Linked DNA regions of Gasterosteus aculeatus: region 2 is linked to region 1. The links are chromatin contacts, called in public Hi-C maps. All regions are on one chromosome and are shown on one strand. The core of a region is the stretch at or near the end of the contact, and the rest is flanking DNA. Distances in the headings are between cores, read along the strand shown. Region 1 holds the start of dgcr8 (DGCR8 microprocessor complex subunit). Region 2 holds the start of txnrd2.2 (thioredoxin reductase 2, tandem duplicate 2).

Region 1 (7,643 bases), core at 3,060-5,559:
CGCAGGCATGTGTATCGCAAAGTCCTCGCTAATGGGTTTACAGGTAAAAATGTTCTTCCCGTGTTGACCTACAGTAGACACCCAAGGCCGATCTGCGTTTTTAAAAAGTTTGCGGCAGAGCTACGACCCGAGCTGCAAATTCTTTTCCTCTCGACTGGGGAAACTTTTTATGTCCGATGTTGAAGTGGTGTTTCGCCACACTGATTTGCGCCAGACAGATTTTCCAGACTGAAAAGGTTTCCCTCTGAGGACTTTGCTAAGAGATCTAACACCATAACTAAATGGTTTTGTGGTACTCATAGTTGTTTGTAGCACTGATTTGTATTCTTGCAGCACTCATATTAACCAGTTGTTCCTTCCAGGATGAATTTACGATTTTCTATGCCATTAGGTATTTCCCCATTTTTATTGCCTCTACAAATTAATCCGTCTCCAAAATTCCTTTTTATTCCTGGACTATAAACAATTGGAGGTGCTCTGTTTATATCTCTTTCACCCTGAGCACTCTGTTTACAGGCTTCCCTTGAGAGTACATCATTGTCACTGTTAACAAAAAAAAGAGTTAAAGTTCCAGTGTTCCTCATGCACCATGAAAGGCACTATTTCATGAAGTGATTACATTAAAAGGATGGAGCAAACCACGCATTTCGCATGATGCTTCATCAGATTTGCTCTGTGCTTGGTTTCCATCAGCTGCGTGCCTTGTTTTTTAATAACCAGGTTCTATTTAGTGGAGAATCAGACACGTTCACAATCCCTAATAGAATAATATCATTATATCAATGGTAATTATATCTCCATCGTACAACTTGATTACATAAATATATCAATAAGATAGTATGCATGTATGTGGAGTATCTATTTTGTAACACATACTCCAAAGTAGATACATTTTCTATAATTGTGTTATTTAAAGAGCAGAGAAGCCTGGTTACTCTGACACAGCCCTCATAATTACACATGGAAACTTTATTCATCACCAAATGCAACCTGTGATTTTCCATCTTACTGTGTCCCATGTAGAGCCAAACAAGACTTTATGTGTTACTATGGAAACAGAGGCAGACCCGAACCCATCCATCTGAAACCAGGTCTGTGTTTTTACTCTGGTTGCTGTAGAAACTGTTCCCCTCGCCCTATGGCCTATTCATCTCTGTTCATTCGGTTTCTGCCTCAAGGTCTCCAAAGCTAATTATTGTACATCTCCAGCAGGAATCTATGGCTTGAGTAACTCGCTGCTGGACTCTCCGTGGCGTAAAGTGCTGCAAGGCAAGAGTCACTTCAGCAGCGTGGTCAGCGACCAGTCCCTGTCCTGCGATGGCCTGGTGCAAGAGCTGCTCAACGTCCTCAATAACGAAGAGCTGTGAGTGGTGACCCCCTACCTGGATGTTCCCTCGCTGTCGCGTCACACACCATGGAAGGTTTCTTTTATTTTAGTCTGGATACCATCCTGTAGGCATACATCGGCTTTCTATCGATATAAAGGCTTTGGCTGATGATGTTTATAGTGAACGTTGCAAAATATTAGCAAGCAAGGTGATGTGGCGTAGAATGATTCATTCATCGTGTACAGACGGAGGGAAACATTTTAATTGGACGCTCTGGCTAAAAGTTACATGAGAACATCTTCATAGTGATCCTGAATGACAATATTGTGGGAAAAGCTGAGGTTTTATCACCATGAGATTTTCAGGAAACCAACCAAGACACCAGGAAGTTGTAATAGTAGTAAAGTCATTTTCAAGTGCTACAAAAGTTGTTTGAGTTTCAAATATCTAATTGTAGCTTTTGTCAAAAAAGATAAGGTCATATTTAAGATGCTTAACATTTATTACTTCAACTCCCAAACTGTCTTTTAGCTGTTGTGATGAGGGAGAAAGTGTTTAAAAGGTTTTCGTGACTGAACTGCATGACCTGATTTTGCCAGAGATATTTTCAGAAGAGCTGTGAGTGTGGACAACGTTTTCAAACCAACATGTTCTATACAGACAAAAAAAAAAGCAGATCAATAAAGACGTTTGATTGCCGCCGTGAAACTGCATGGATGCTTAATCTGTAAGGCTTCTCAAGGAGGTGTATTGTGGGTTTGTTTAACAGGAACACACCTGATCCCATTCAGGAGAGCCAAGGTAACGCTTACAGCAAGCCGCAGCTCCAGGCTCAGTCGGCGGTGTTTGTTCGCAGCCCTCATTATGGCACAAGGTCAGTGTCGTCCTCTCCGGCTAAATCTCTCTGCTCTCTCCCCTGCTTGTCTTCACCTGAGAGAACACGGGTCCACATAAATCCCCAGTGTAAAGAAGGGGGGGTGGGGGGGGGATTGCTTGCACTGGGATGTCGAGAGCTGTCCTGTGGCCAGAAGGTCGGACGGTCTCTGCCTTCTACCGCCGGCTAACTTTGTACACCGGTGTTGTGACTGTTTATTCCTCGTAGTGGTCCACAGTGTTACTCCTGCCCTTTGCGCGTCTTTCTCTGGGGGTTTTCTTCTCATTTTTTAAATGTCTTTTGTTTGTTTGCTTATGTCCCCGTGCCCCTCTCCCATTCAGGACCAACACAATCATCCTGATAGACGCAGAAGGTAATGTGACCTTCACAGAGCGCACCATGCTCGATGGGGACCCGGGCAAGTGGAGCACCAGTTCTTTCCAGTTCAAACTGCAGGTGTGAAGACATGATGGAGGAAACCCACTCGGTGCCTTTCTACGCCACCTTTGCTTCCGCCGGCCACCACCTTCCTCCTCAAGCTGCACCGTAGCAATCATGTGAAGATGAAGATCCGTATGCACTTTTCTTGAGCTAGTTGATACTTGCTGCCTCATTGACATCAGTGATATGTGTTTCTTACTTTTGATCTGAAATGCATCTTATGAAAATGTTTGCTAATTTAAGATTGCCAAAGAACAGTTAAAATGTTGTAAATGAAAATATTTTAACGAAACCGCAGGATTGGGTGGCTTCTAAAGACTAATGCATAGCAGACTGCTGGTGACCTGCTTTGATATGTAATCACTGCAGTCGTGCACAAGATTATTTATTATTAAATAGTTTCAGGACTACAATTTGAATTTTTTTTCATTTTTACAATATACGAAACCGTATCAGTATATTCAGAGAACGTATGATATAATTTAAATCGACTAAGAATTATAGATTAATCGGTGCTTTTTAAATGTTGGAGTACCATCATGCAGGTAATTTGTTCTGCCCCAACACTGCACAAGAATGGCGTCAGTGTTGGTTGCAACACATTTTCCCATAGTTCAATGCAAACCGTTAAAAGGCAATGGATCGCTGATCACTTCCCGGGTAAGAAAAGATAACGAAATAAATAAAATTTTACAGCTGTTTGATAAAAAATGTACAAAGCACTCCCCCTTGGTCTTCTATTTGTTAATTGTTGAAACGATTGCCCTGTAAGGAGCCCTTTTGTGATTTAACACCCAATTTACTGCTTTTTATTTATATCAAATAAGATCACTGGTTCTTACTCCTACCGTTTGTATCGTACATGCTTTCTTTCTGCCATTTATTTACACGTTGCTCATAGTGATGTTAGGATGCTGATTCAAAGGGGAAAATATTCACTTACTAAGTGACAGAGAAACATAACCAGTAGTGACAGTATCACTCCATTCTTCCTGGACCAAGTGATTTGAAGAGGAATATTCCCACCAAAACAGTAATTATAGTTTATATGACTTGACTTTTGTTACGATCTACTGTCACATTTTGAGCCCTTGTTTAGCCATGGGACTGGTCCACAGCAATGCTGTTATAATATATTTTTCATTTCTATGAAAAGTCAATCAATGTTGATTAACTTAATATAAATTGATGAAAATCAACGAACACAACATGCCCACTATTCAATTATTGTTTTTTAAATAAAAGGTTTTAACCTCAATAGCTAGCACACTGGTCTACAACTGTTGGTAAACAGTGACCCCAACTGGCATGGTTAGATATTGCAATGCACATAATGCTTATGTAGTCTGCCCCAAAACAGTTAATATTGCTACGCTATGCACTGGACCTAACAACACCCTGGAACTGTAACATTACTGACAATAAAGTACAGCCTCTTGTACCTTATTGGTTTATTAAAACATTACTATACAACCACAAACACTGACGGTGACAACATAAAAGAAAAACCAAGATGTATTCACAATCCCCTTCACAGAGAAAGTCTACAGCAATCTCGGAAGTCGAGCGGTATGAACTTCCGCTTACGCGACTCTTACTTTTTACGGCTCTGGCTGAATGACACAAGAACATGTCGATGAAGGCCGTTGTGATTGGCCGGCTTATCGATCATTCATAAAAAGGCCGGTACCGGGAGGCGGGACTTGAGTTGGTTTGCCGCTGTGTTTTTCTTCAAGATGGCGGTGTGGCAGTTGAGTCAGTGTGGCGCCGCGTTGAGTGTGTAATACTTTAGAAAGGTAGCTTGGTGCACGAATACCTTTGTGTCATATTTATCGGTGAGTATTTATGCATTAAAGCCGCTGTCAGAATTGCTCGCCGGTTTTTGCAGCCGTCCATGTCTGTAACGGTACAGCCTTATGATCGCTTGCTAACATTAGCATAACGTTAGACGTTAACGTTACCAGGGGCCCAATGTGCCGTTGCAGATGCGCTAGAACGAGGTCCCTCACCTTTTTATTTTGAGGTTAATTTGCTTGTCATTTGAAGATTATCTAAGGTCATATATTTATGTAAATATCAGCCAAATATCTAACCACCATTCCACGTTATTATTGTATTATTCAAGCTCCACTGTAGTAACACCCGTTAGTAGACTATGCTTAATATTATACAGCGCTAATTACGCTGATGACGTTATTCCTAAAGCTGACATCTCTGGTATTTTTTTTTTCTAGCTTCCAGAAGACACCATTGGAGGATGATCAGTGCCTAGATCCCATATTAAGCTGAATGCATTGTGATTTCCAATAATTGAGACAGTGATTCTGAAAGCTGTCTACATTAATGAAAAGAACAATGTAGTCAGCTTAGCATTTTCACCTCTGGTACGTGGTCTATTAAGGGATGTGCTTCTGCATGCATTCTGGCTTCAGATAGGCAGAGTCTCCAAACAGGTCTGAATCTAGAATAAGTTATCAGTTTGTATAAATTATAGTTCGCTATACAGAGGAAATGGAAGTAGATGATGTGCTACCCCCTCTCCCCTTGGAGCCACCTGTTGATTTTGGCCGTGATGAGGGCATAGCACCTCCACCACCTCCCCTGCAAACGTCCAGTGACGCAGAGGTAATGGACGTTAGCTCTGGTGGTGATGGATACACATACACCCCAGGGGACGGGGAAGCCCACCCACAGCAGCCCTCTATAACCTTCCATAGCGACCTCTCGGATGAGGCTAATCCCATCCCGCCGTGCCCCAGGACGGCCCGCCACGCTCCCCAACTCGCCGGGTTCCTACCAGACCTCAAGCTGCTCAGAGATGTTAAGATCCGTGTAAGCTTCACTGATAGCAGCAATAGCAAAGACCGGAAGGTTTTGTACACGGGCGAGGGGCAGGAGGGAGGAAGTGGCGATGGCTTAGAGAGCGTGAATGGTGAGTTGCATGACTCCGCTAGCGAGCTGGAGGCACCCGAGGGAAACGACATAGCGGGCAGAAGAGCTGAAGAGGCAGAGGTAGACCTGGAGAATAAGGTAGAATTTGCTGTCCTGGATGAGTTGGATGACCTCTACGACAACTTCCTGGATAATGACGACGCAGAGCTGGGTGGCTTTAAGTCTGAGGTCATAGTTCAGCAGGAGCAAGCAGACGAGGAGGCCGTGGCTTTCTCCTATGAGGTGAGTCCGTTCTTGTGTCCGCAGTAACCTTTTTCAGTTTCAGGAACACGCCCATTTTGTCCCTAACTGTCCAATAGGAATGATGCCAGCCTACTACTACGGCCCGTAACAGTCCTAACAAGAGAAAAGCATTATTCTGTTTCATTGTGTTAATGATACTGATGAGATGGCATACCTGATATGGAGAAAACAAAAACAAGGAGGCCTAGAATAAGAATAGTTGGTGGCATTTCTTTACTGGTGCTGGGATTGTTCGGAGCCACTATCTCTACTATAGTGGGCAGCTGGAACGGGGAATAATGAATGTTGAGTTTCTTGGTTTAATATTGCAACACGACCTTTCCTGCCCCAGGAGGCGTTAGTGAAGTACTCTGGATCAAATCAAGCAGGGGACCTTTATAGAAATGTTGATTTGTGTTCTTTGCTTTGTATTACTGAAAATTTCAAGTGAGGTGCTGAAAGAGGTTAGTGCCATTTTTTTAAGTCTCACATTAAATGCTGTTTTTTCTGATGAAATTGTAATAAAAAGGATAGATTAAAGCTGCTCCCATTTGTAATTTCATTTCTAATAAAGGTTTTATATGTAGGTTCAATATAATCCGTTTCTAAATTCAGTCCTCAACTGTTAAGCCCCAAAGTGCCAATGATGAGGTTTTTCTTCAGTTCGGTCGTACTGCCTGTTTTTATTTTCTCCAATGGTTCATCTTCTGGCGTCACATCCGACTAAGCTCTTACACTGGTGACCCATCCTTTTCTCCCGGCCTTAACCATCCACTCTTCCAGGAGGAGTTTGACAATGATGTTGATGCTCTGCTCGAGGAGGGCATGCCAGTCCCCAAAAAGATGCGTCCATCCGAGGACAAATACGGCGGGGACAGCGACCATCCGTCAGATGGGGAGGAGGGAGGCGTTCAGCCCATGATGACCAAAATTAAGACTGTCTTGAAGAGTGAGTGGTGGATCCAATTGTGTATTCGAGCTGGGAATTGTGAAACGTGGTTTTAGCACTAAGAGATGCAATTTAATATTGTTAATATTAACACTGGTTTCATCCCGGATTAAAATCATTTGTTTGACTTGACTCCGTACCGAAAATTCAAACCATAAACCCAACGATGGATTAAAATAGTTCTTAACATGAATTCCAAATTAAAATCTCCTGACGTTTTGTCACACAAGTATGCCTCGAAGTATCATCATTATTAGAAAAGTTTCCTCAAAAGGGGATTTTGTAGTAACTATTTGCTGCATTTACATCCCCCCTCTCCCACCCCCCATGCCAGGTCGTGGGCGTCCACCCACCGAGCCTCTACCTGACGGATGGATCATGACATTCCATAACTCGGGTATTCCTGTCTACCTGCACAGAGAGACCAGGGTCGTGACTTGGTCTCGACCCTACTTCCTTGGGACTGGCAGCATTCGGGTAAGATGTCTAATTCATTTAATCCCACCTTACATAAACATTCTGCTCCGCCACCAGTTTGTGGTCCTGCTCAGTATCACATGAGCTCCTCTCAGTTCCTGTCTTTTTTTTTTTCTTCAAATTTTAAGGCCATGAAAATGTTCAGTTTTCCCGCTCAGCTCTTGAAATGACTGTACGAACCTTGGATTTCTTTCTCCAAACAGAAACACGACCCTCCTACCAGCAGCATCCCCTGCCTCCACTACAGGAAAATGAAGGACAATGAGGAAAGGGAGCTGAACGGAGAGGTGACGGCCATGTCCGAGGAGGTTCCCAACGCAGCGGAGACTCCCGTCAAGCCCAGCTACGAAGCAAACGGGGACGAGCTGGCGGACAAGTCGGACGCTACGGGTGAGGAACT
Region 2 (7,643 bases), core at 2,914-5,413, 170 kb before region 1:
TTACAAGACGTGTGCGACAGAGGAACACCACACATTTTAGCATCGACACATTAGAATGAACTGATGTTCTTATCAAGTTGATAACTTTAATACAGTGTCTTTCATTTTGGCCCAATTCCCAAAACAAATGATGGATCATAAGCCAAAGCAGTCAAAATTGGCATATAGAAACAAAACAATTAAAAACTGCCCTGGGAGCCGGCTGCCTGGATACATCTGAATCTTACATATCCGAATAATTATCTCCGCTCATCTGTCACCGCGGAGCAAACAACAACCACAACCCAGGTATCCCGCAACCGCTAGTCACCGTCTGCACGTTGTGCCAAGAGGAAGCATCAGGGAAGGACCAATTAGCCGGGCGATGACAGGGGCTAAATGGTTGGATTAAAGGGCTTGTTCTGTAAAAGGGTCAGGATGCACGCCGCTAATCGGAATCACGAGGCGAGGACAGGCTGACAGGAAGGGAGGAAAAACAAGCTGCATGTCACCGACGAATGATTGCAGTGCGTGACCGTGGGACGTGTCGTGTCAGCGCGGCGGGTTAGAGCAAGGCAGCAACCCTGCAGAGGTTGGAGGTTCCGTTTCCCCTCGGAGCACGTTGTGTACCAACAGCACCAACAACTCTACACACTTTACAGTGGACGCGTTGAAGGGCGAGAGCTAAATGTTTGCGCTGACCTTCAGTTTTGGCCCTTTACAAAAGGAATGTAAAAAATAAAAATCACAAGAAATAACCAGGACCTTTTTTAACTTCAGCAATGTGGTTTGAATGAGACTGCACGCAGGTTGTTTTCTCAGATCCATTATCCTACTAATGGTGTGATTTAATATTACAATGCGTATCGGTAGGTGGAGGGCGTCCTCACGTTTTCCCGGGCGACTTTTTCAGCCAGAAGATGTCGTCACTGGTGATGCCGTGCTCCTTTGCTCCTGGGATCTTTAAGAAGAGTTAAAAAGGTGTGAGCAGGAGTATCAAACCATCCACCCACTATAAACAAAACAAAAAACAGTCAGCACTCTTTTACTTGCTACCTAATGTGTGTTAACAAATGTACGGTTCATGTGGCACAGCGCACAAACAACATTTTACATCCCTTCAGAGGTTATAACTCTGGAAACCAGTCAAGCGAACAACGCGTGCTGGCAGAGGAAAGCCTGGTCCTGGGGGGAACATTACGTACCCCGATGGGGTAATTTGGCCGCCCGCCTGTGGCGATCACGATGTTCTTGGCTGTCAGGATCATCTGTTTGAGAGACACGGGAAGTAATATATTTTGTTCATATCTTTCAAACAATTGTGGTCTCTACAGTACTCTGAATTCCAGTTATAATGGAAACTCTCTGTGACCACCGAAACAAGTAACAGCACACTCAGTAGCTAGACAGGGGTCGAGTCTAGATTTTACAGTTTAATGGTTTAGGAAAAGAAGCAGAAAGGAACATAGAACTTATTTTAATTAAGTAGTAGAGACAAGAGATAGGTGAGAAACAAAAAATTTTCCTTATTCAACTTTACTTTTGATTTCTCTTTCTGATTGGCCATTGTGTTGCATTACCTACATCTCTCCTTCTGCTAGCCGTTAGTTTTATTTAGCGTGCAAATAAAAGTTAGCAAGTGGTGGTTACTGCAGCCTCTTGTGAACAAAATGAGAATTACAAACATTTCCAAAAAGAATTCTTGAAGAAAATGCACATAAAAACAAGCAACATTTCTTAAAAGTACCTACATTTTTGATTTTGGTCTTACTAATGGAAATTCAATTATCACCGGAACTGACAGAATAAAGAGAATGAATGTATAAATAAGTAGGCAAGCAACCCACCTCTTTCCCTGCTTTAGTTAATCCTCTGACAGTGTGTTCGTCCACCAGACTTCCTTTGACATTCAGATACTTCACCTTCCTGCAAAACACAGATTGAACAGCTGGTTGCTTTACATCAAATACAGGAACTGTTGTGAATTTGCGCAAAATCCCCCACCACCATTTCTCTTATTTTCTTCAAATTCCCAATATATGTCGTCAACACCAAAAGGCAGTTAACTCAGGAGAACAAAAACATTACTTTGTTGCCTAGAGAAGCGGCCCGGCGGCATAGTGAGAAGAGATCTTATAACAATTGTTGCTGCGTATGTTGTGTATGTTTTAGCAAAATGAGAACAGGGGATGCCGTGTATTGATATATAATTCAGCATACACTTGAAGAGCACAGAGGTGGATTATGATGCGGACGTGGTTTCAGAAGTTTCTATGGCCATTTTTTCCGCTAGAAAATCCATTCTAGCATCACCAATTCAGCTTTAGTTCTCCTTTAAAAAGCATTTTAATTTAAAAGTATCATCAACAATATAACTTTACTGATTGCAAGAAAAATCTAACAGTCATTAACAATTAAAAATGGGACATTTTGTTAACATATGTGCTCATTTATTGTTACATTTGCAATGAATACACATATACGATTACTGCTATGCATTGTGGTTAACAACGCATCTCTGCTGTTCTCCCAAGGGATATTGTTTATTAAAAGTAAAGGAAAACATTATTAGGAGCATTACTAAATTTGTGGAGTTGAAGCTAATTGTCTCACTGGAATGAAAACATTGTGGGCTAAACACAGAGGTTAACACCTGTTTGCCCTCGAGCCAGTCACTCAATCACCATCTACTGGCTGACGATCATCCTTCATCCGTGTGCCAAAAGAGCTCGCGCCATACAAGGGATCGAAAATAAAGAAAAACACAAATAATAAATTGGTTTATCCTGGAGAATGAGTGAGCGAGCAGAGCTGGTGTCACTTACTTGTCCTGCAGCTGAACTCTGTGACCCCAGTTCAGAGACCTGACGTGGTTTTGAATGGCCTCGGCCATGGTGGCCCTGCAAAACACATCCCAGCTTACGCTATAAACTGACCTGAAAAGATGCTTCATTCGGTGCCGGTGGTCACATGTAGTTATCTTGGGTTAATTAGAAAAAATCTTTACAGGTCCTCGCGTTTTAAGCATTCATCTTGACTCACGTTCACCTATTGAATCGCTGTCCTACTGCAAAAACGTCGCCAGATGGTGCTGTTTAGCTAGTCTTAATATTTAGCAATCTATCCAATTGATCAGGGTAACTTTCCCTTTAAATTTATAATTAAAAAAAGTGGATTGACCCACCAGTCGTGGCAGATGGGCCCTGAGATCTGCCATCCATACTTCCTGGCATCTTTGACTGCGGTGCCAAGGAGAGCAGCCTGGTGCATGAGCTTCTTGGGAATGCAGCCAACATTCACACACGTACCACCAAGACCCCACTTGGTACCTGTTTGAAAAAAAACAGTTAAAGTGTTAAGTGGCAAATACGGTCTTTAAATCAAACAACTGTCATGTGTGTAATTATCTGGCACAGCAGTTTAAGAAAAAAATACTTCACCTTTAACGGATGGCTCCACATAATCCAGGACAGCCACTTTCTGTCCCAACCGTGCTGCTGTACATACAGATATATTGTTAGTATGTTGTTGAAAATATATATTTTCAATTGATTAATATTACACATCTGCGTGCAAAGCATAGATACTCAAAAACTCACCTTCTTTTGAACAAGCTAGGCCTCCTGAACCGCCACCAATAACAACCAGGTCGTAGTCGTAGATCCCTGCACGAGCATATTGGAGAAATAATTAACGGCATGTGACGTCATATTAACGTGCATTCACTACAGGGCGACGTCATGCTCCTCCGGCTGACCTGTGAGCTCTACGGTTGTGAAAAAGGGAGTTCGGAGTGTTTAAATGTAGCCGACTTATTGGAGTAGAGATAGGTGGAGGACACCGGGTGATAATAATTAACTGTTAAGTTAACGGGGATAAAATAACCGGCAGATCCGCAGGGTGGTTAAACAGAGTTACCTCAGTTACATCAGCTCTGCAGGTTTGTAACTTAGTTGTGTGACGACAGAGACAAATGTAATTATTAACACGCACCCGATTCGTTTCCTCCATATCTATACAAAATACAGTTTTAAACAAAACATTGTTACCGCTCAGGTTTCTGGTCAGAACATGCAAACAGTTAGTCCTTTTCCACCGGTGTCTGCCCCTGCAGAGAGCGGCCATGTTGTTGTTATGAAAGGACCCCGTTTGTGCTGGCTGGTATATTGCCTGATAAGATATGGGTCCATCAGTCAACGGGGGAATTAAACTTAAAGCCATTATAACTGTTATTCTGTAAAATATTAACGGTGAACGGTGATCACGTTAGATAAAAAGTTTGAATCTCATTCAATTTAATGGAATAATTTCACGGTTGTATGCAATTTACTGATGTGTGCTTACACAATGTTAGTGCAGTCTGCAAGTAGCCTAACCTTATCATCATATTTCCAATTTGAATAATTTATAGAAAATGTACAAAGGTCAATGGCCAAAATACTTTAATATAAGATCATTGGTTCCTCACTTACTTTCTACAGGTTTTTCGTTTGTTCATTTCATTCGTTGTTCCACACTACTACTACATTACATTTGGAAAATCCACTTTTCCAACAATTTTCATCAGCACTCTTTTGAAAAAGTACTTGCATATAAATGCAAATATAAATATTGTTATTTGGATCAACTGACCCTAACTATCCTGTAATGGTTGATATGAGCATTGCTGCCTGCAGAGGCTGCTGTTACAACTATACTGAAATAAAAACAAAATACAAAATAAACAGACGCAGAGCCATTAAAAAAATATCATTCCAGGCATGATTTATTGAAAACACACCAAATGTATACTCTACAAGCTGGTATTTTCCGTTATGTTTAACAAGTGTGATTTGGGTATTAGTAAAATTAACACAATACATTCTCACTGTGGCATCGCTTCTGCTCGCTACCAAAGCATTAAGAACTTCACTCCTCTAGGAAATTAAAATCATTGTTTGAATGACTGTCTGTTTAAAAGTTTATAATAAATGTAATACAATGCAGAAACCCACCAACAGTCTATCCTACCAGGGGTTGTGGGTGGCGAGGGGGGAGACAAAGGGGGTGCAGGATGACCGAATGAGTGACTTGAGTGAAAGCAAAAGGGAGGAGGGGGGCGGGGGGGGGTGTGAACAGACAGAATGGACAGATGAAAGGGAGGAATGAAGTTATATAAAACACACTTATCTTTATCTATCATGGAAAAGATTAAGGCACATGAAAGGTACAAACACATCTGCTACCGAGTAGTACAGTTACTTTACTTTGACCTTCTGGAATCAGTTCTATCTACACAGGTACGTCTGTGTGACTCGATGTCTGTCCGTGTCCCGCATTTCCCGCAAAAACCGACCACCCCCCGACCCCCCCTTTATGAATGCATGTAAATACTACTGGAAATCCTTTGGTTGTGGAACTGTGAGGTGCAGTGAAGAGTCGCCGGGGTTCAGGGCTGTCCAAATGAAAGCACACACTTCTGAGGACACACAAAGGGGATGTCGGGTGTCATCACTTTTTTTTTTTTTTTTAAACCTTTGAAATTAAAATCTATACACTAAGTTTTTTTGTAGTTTATTGATTTTTACCACAACATACATCTTTGTAAACACTGTGTAAAATATGCAAGCTTCATAAAGTCACATACGTCACAAAGAAAAAAAAAATCAGACTTCAATGCAGGCACATGCCATTCGCCTTGATGACGCATGAGTGACGCCAACTTGAATTGGATTCTATTTCCGTTGCTCCGAAAGACAGAGGCGGAAAGGAGATTAGGTTCACTGGACTTAGTGCGAAGTCTCACCGAGAAAGAGAAAAACGTCATTACGATTTTGTATTTCTCTGCCATCTCATCTGCCGACCCCGACGCGTTGTAAAAATATATTCTATGTGACCAAACATGATGTTCTGTTTTTTGTACAGTGGCGATGTAACTCGTTTGTTTTGCCTTAAACATCCAGATCCACTCGCCCTCCCGTACGCTCTTCTTGCACATTAATTGAATTAGTTAATATCCAAATGACACCACAAAAAACTGGCACTTGGAAACAATAGAATATAAACATCTGTACAGTTCTTCATGCTTACGACGTAATATTTTTAAAGATGCGCCGGTGAAGGAGAGTTCGGGGTTGCCGGTAACTTGGCATAAATGCATTGAAAAGAAAAAATAACTTTTAAGGAATAACTTTTATTAACACTGCAGTCTCCTTATTATGTCATTAGTGTGACCTCTGACCTCTCCAGAGTTCCTTGTTCAAAGATTCAGGGGCTGTCTGACAACGTGTAACTCATGGCCTCTTGAAAGAACACTGCAAATAAACTTTTTTCTGTGAATTCTTTTGGACAAATACAAAATATAAATAGGTGATCTTCGGCGTGACTCAACAATATTTGACACACATTTAAGTTACGTGGTTATTTCTTGTTTACAAACACGGTGAGCCTTTATCAAATGAGATGTGCTTTGCAAACAATGTGATATTAATATACAACTAAGACGTCTGTCATTTTTGTTGGGTTTTTTTCTCCTCCATTTTTTTTTTCTTTTTTTTCTGCCTTTTGAACCCAATATACATTTTTATAAAATCCAACAAAAATAAAAACTGCTTTTAGATCTACGAAAAACGTCCACCTCTCTATTCCGAAACAAGAATCATTTATCCACAAAATGCCTTATATCCTCTTTAATACACATCATTGACAAAGAGCAACCACCCAGGAAACTCATGAAACTGCATCGCTACACAATACGAGTGGTCGTAAGTAACCACAGCTCAGTGAGTGAGGGTCACCATGACGACCACGATGGAACAGAAACGCTTGATTTCCATTGTAGCTTAAACCGATGCACTGTGAACGGTCACTCGTTGTGATGTTCACACTATGTCACTTTGCTTTCTTTTCGAGCCACAACATGAAGAATCCTCACTTCATAAATGAACATCACCTGTCAATCAACTTTTTTTTCTTCTTTTTTTTAAGCATCTCAATGCACTTAAAAAAAAACAAAGACCAAAAGCATTGTGAGTCTACAAGAGCAGACGGCTGCGTGTGTGTGTTTATCCGCTATAGTACAGTTCTTCTCCTCTTATTTTACTTTCTCGTGTCCATCCCACCAATGTGCAAACAACATTCTGTGACCTTCAAACATCACCTGTTCATATCAAACTAACAAAGCCTGACAACAAACTAGCAGAAAAGTCCTGCAAAACGTACAAAATCCAGAGGTGTGTTTCACATCCAGATGTGAAAACTGAAATGCAGAAACCATCCATTCAAGCTTCCCCCAAATTTCCTTCTAACACACATTCCTTTTCTATTGATTTCCTCCGCCTCACGTTTTTCGCCCTTCCCCTGTCCAGTCCTTCACCTGCACCGGCCCTTCATCTGCTCCTGGTCACCGGCAGAGCTCAACACGGTAAAATTCACATGAAGTCCAGTGGGAATGTAGATTTGAGAAAGTATTAGGAATAGTCACTTTTTTTTTTTTTTTTACTTTTTCTGAAAAGCATGAAAATCTTGACTGCTGCTGGGTAGTTGCTGTCCTCGTCATAGGTTTCTCTTTAAATCCTCTTTTCTGTACAAAGTCCAACTCCAAAGATGAGCTCCACTTCAAATGGCAGTGATGATATGAGAGATCCTTCTCTAGCTGGGGCGTCTTTACTTTAAGCCTGGAGCAC

Evidence for each region. A called contact is a pair of places that touch in the nucleus more often than the background predicts.
Region 2: a contact with region 1 is called in a Hi-C map of liver, with 4 times the contacts expected there. The contact joins the promoter of txnrd2.2 here to the promoter of dgcr8 in region 1. A contact is called at or near these places in 4 of 6 Hi-C or Micro-C datasets (liver, skeletal muscle, tail fin and 1 more).

The regions. Positions count from the first base shown.
Region 1 is chr13:17,321,621-17,329,263 of fGasAcu3.hap1.1, reverse strand. It overlaps dgcr8 (DGCR8 microprocessor complex subunit), which reads left to right and starts at 4,309. Exons shown (of 14, transcript XM_040196581.2): 1 at 4,309-4,478; 2 at 4,878-5,817; 3 at 6,601-6,766; 4 at 7,101-7,243; 5 at 7,447-7,643. The coding sequence starts at 5,155. It overlaps tango2 (transport and golgi organization 2 homolog (Drosophila)), which reads left to right. Exons shown (of 10, transcript XM_040196610.2): 7 at 1,024-1,091; 8 at 1,213-1,363; 9 at 2,098-2,202; 10 at 2,544-3,365. The coding sequence ends at 2,664.
Region 2 is chr13:17,492,753-17,500,395 of fGasAcu3.hap1.1, reverse strand. It overlaps txnrd2.2 (thioredoxin reductase 2, tandem duplicate 2), which reads right to left and starts at 4,163. Exons shown (of 17, transcript XM_040196595.2): 1 at 4,029-4,163; 2 at 3,579-3,644; 3 at 3,420-3,476; 4 at 3,164-3,308; 5 at 2,805-2,879; 6 at 1,827-1,905; 7 at 1,185-1,247; 8 at 870-940. The coding sequence starts at 4,104. It overlaps arvcfb (ARVCF delta catenin family member b), which reads right to left. Exons shown (of 18, transcript XM_078087584.1): 18 at 4,727-7,634.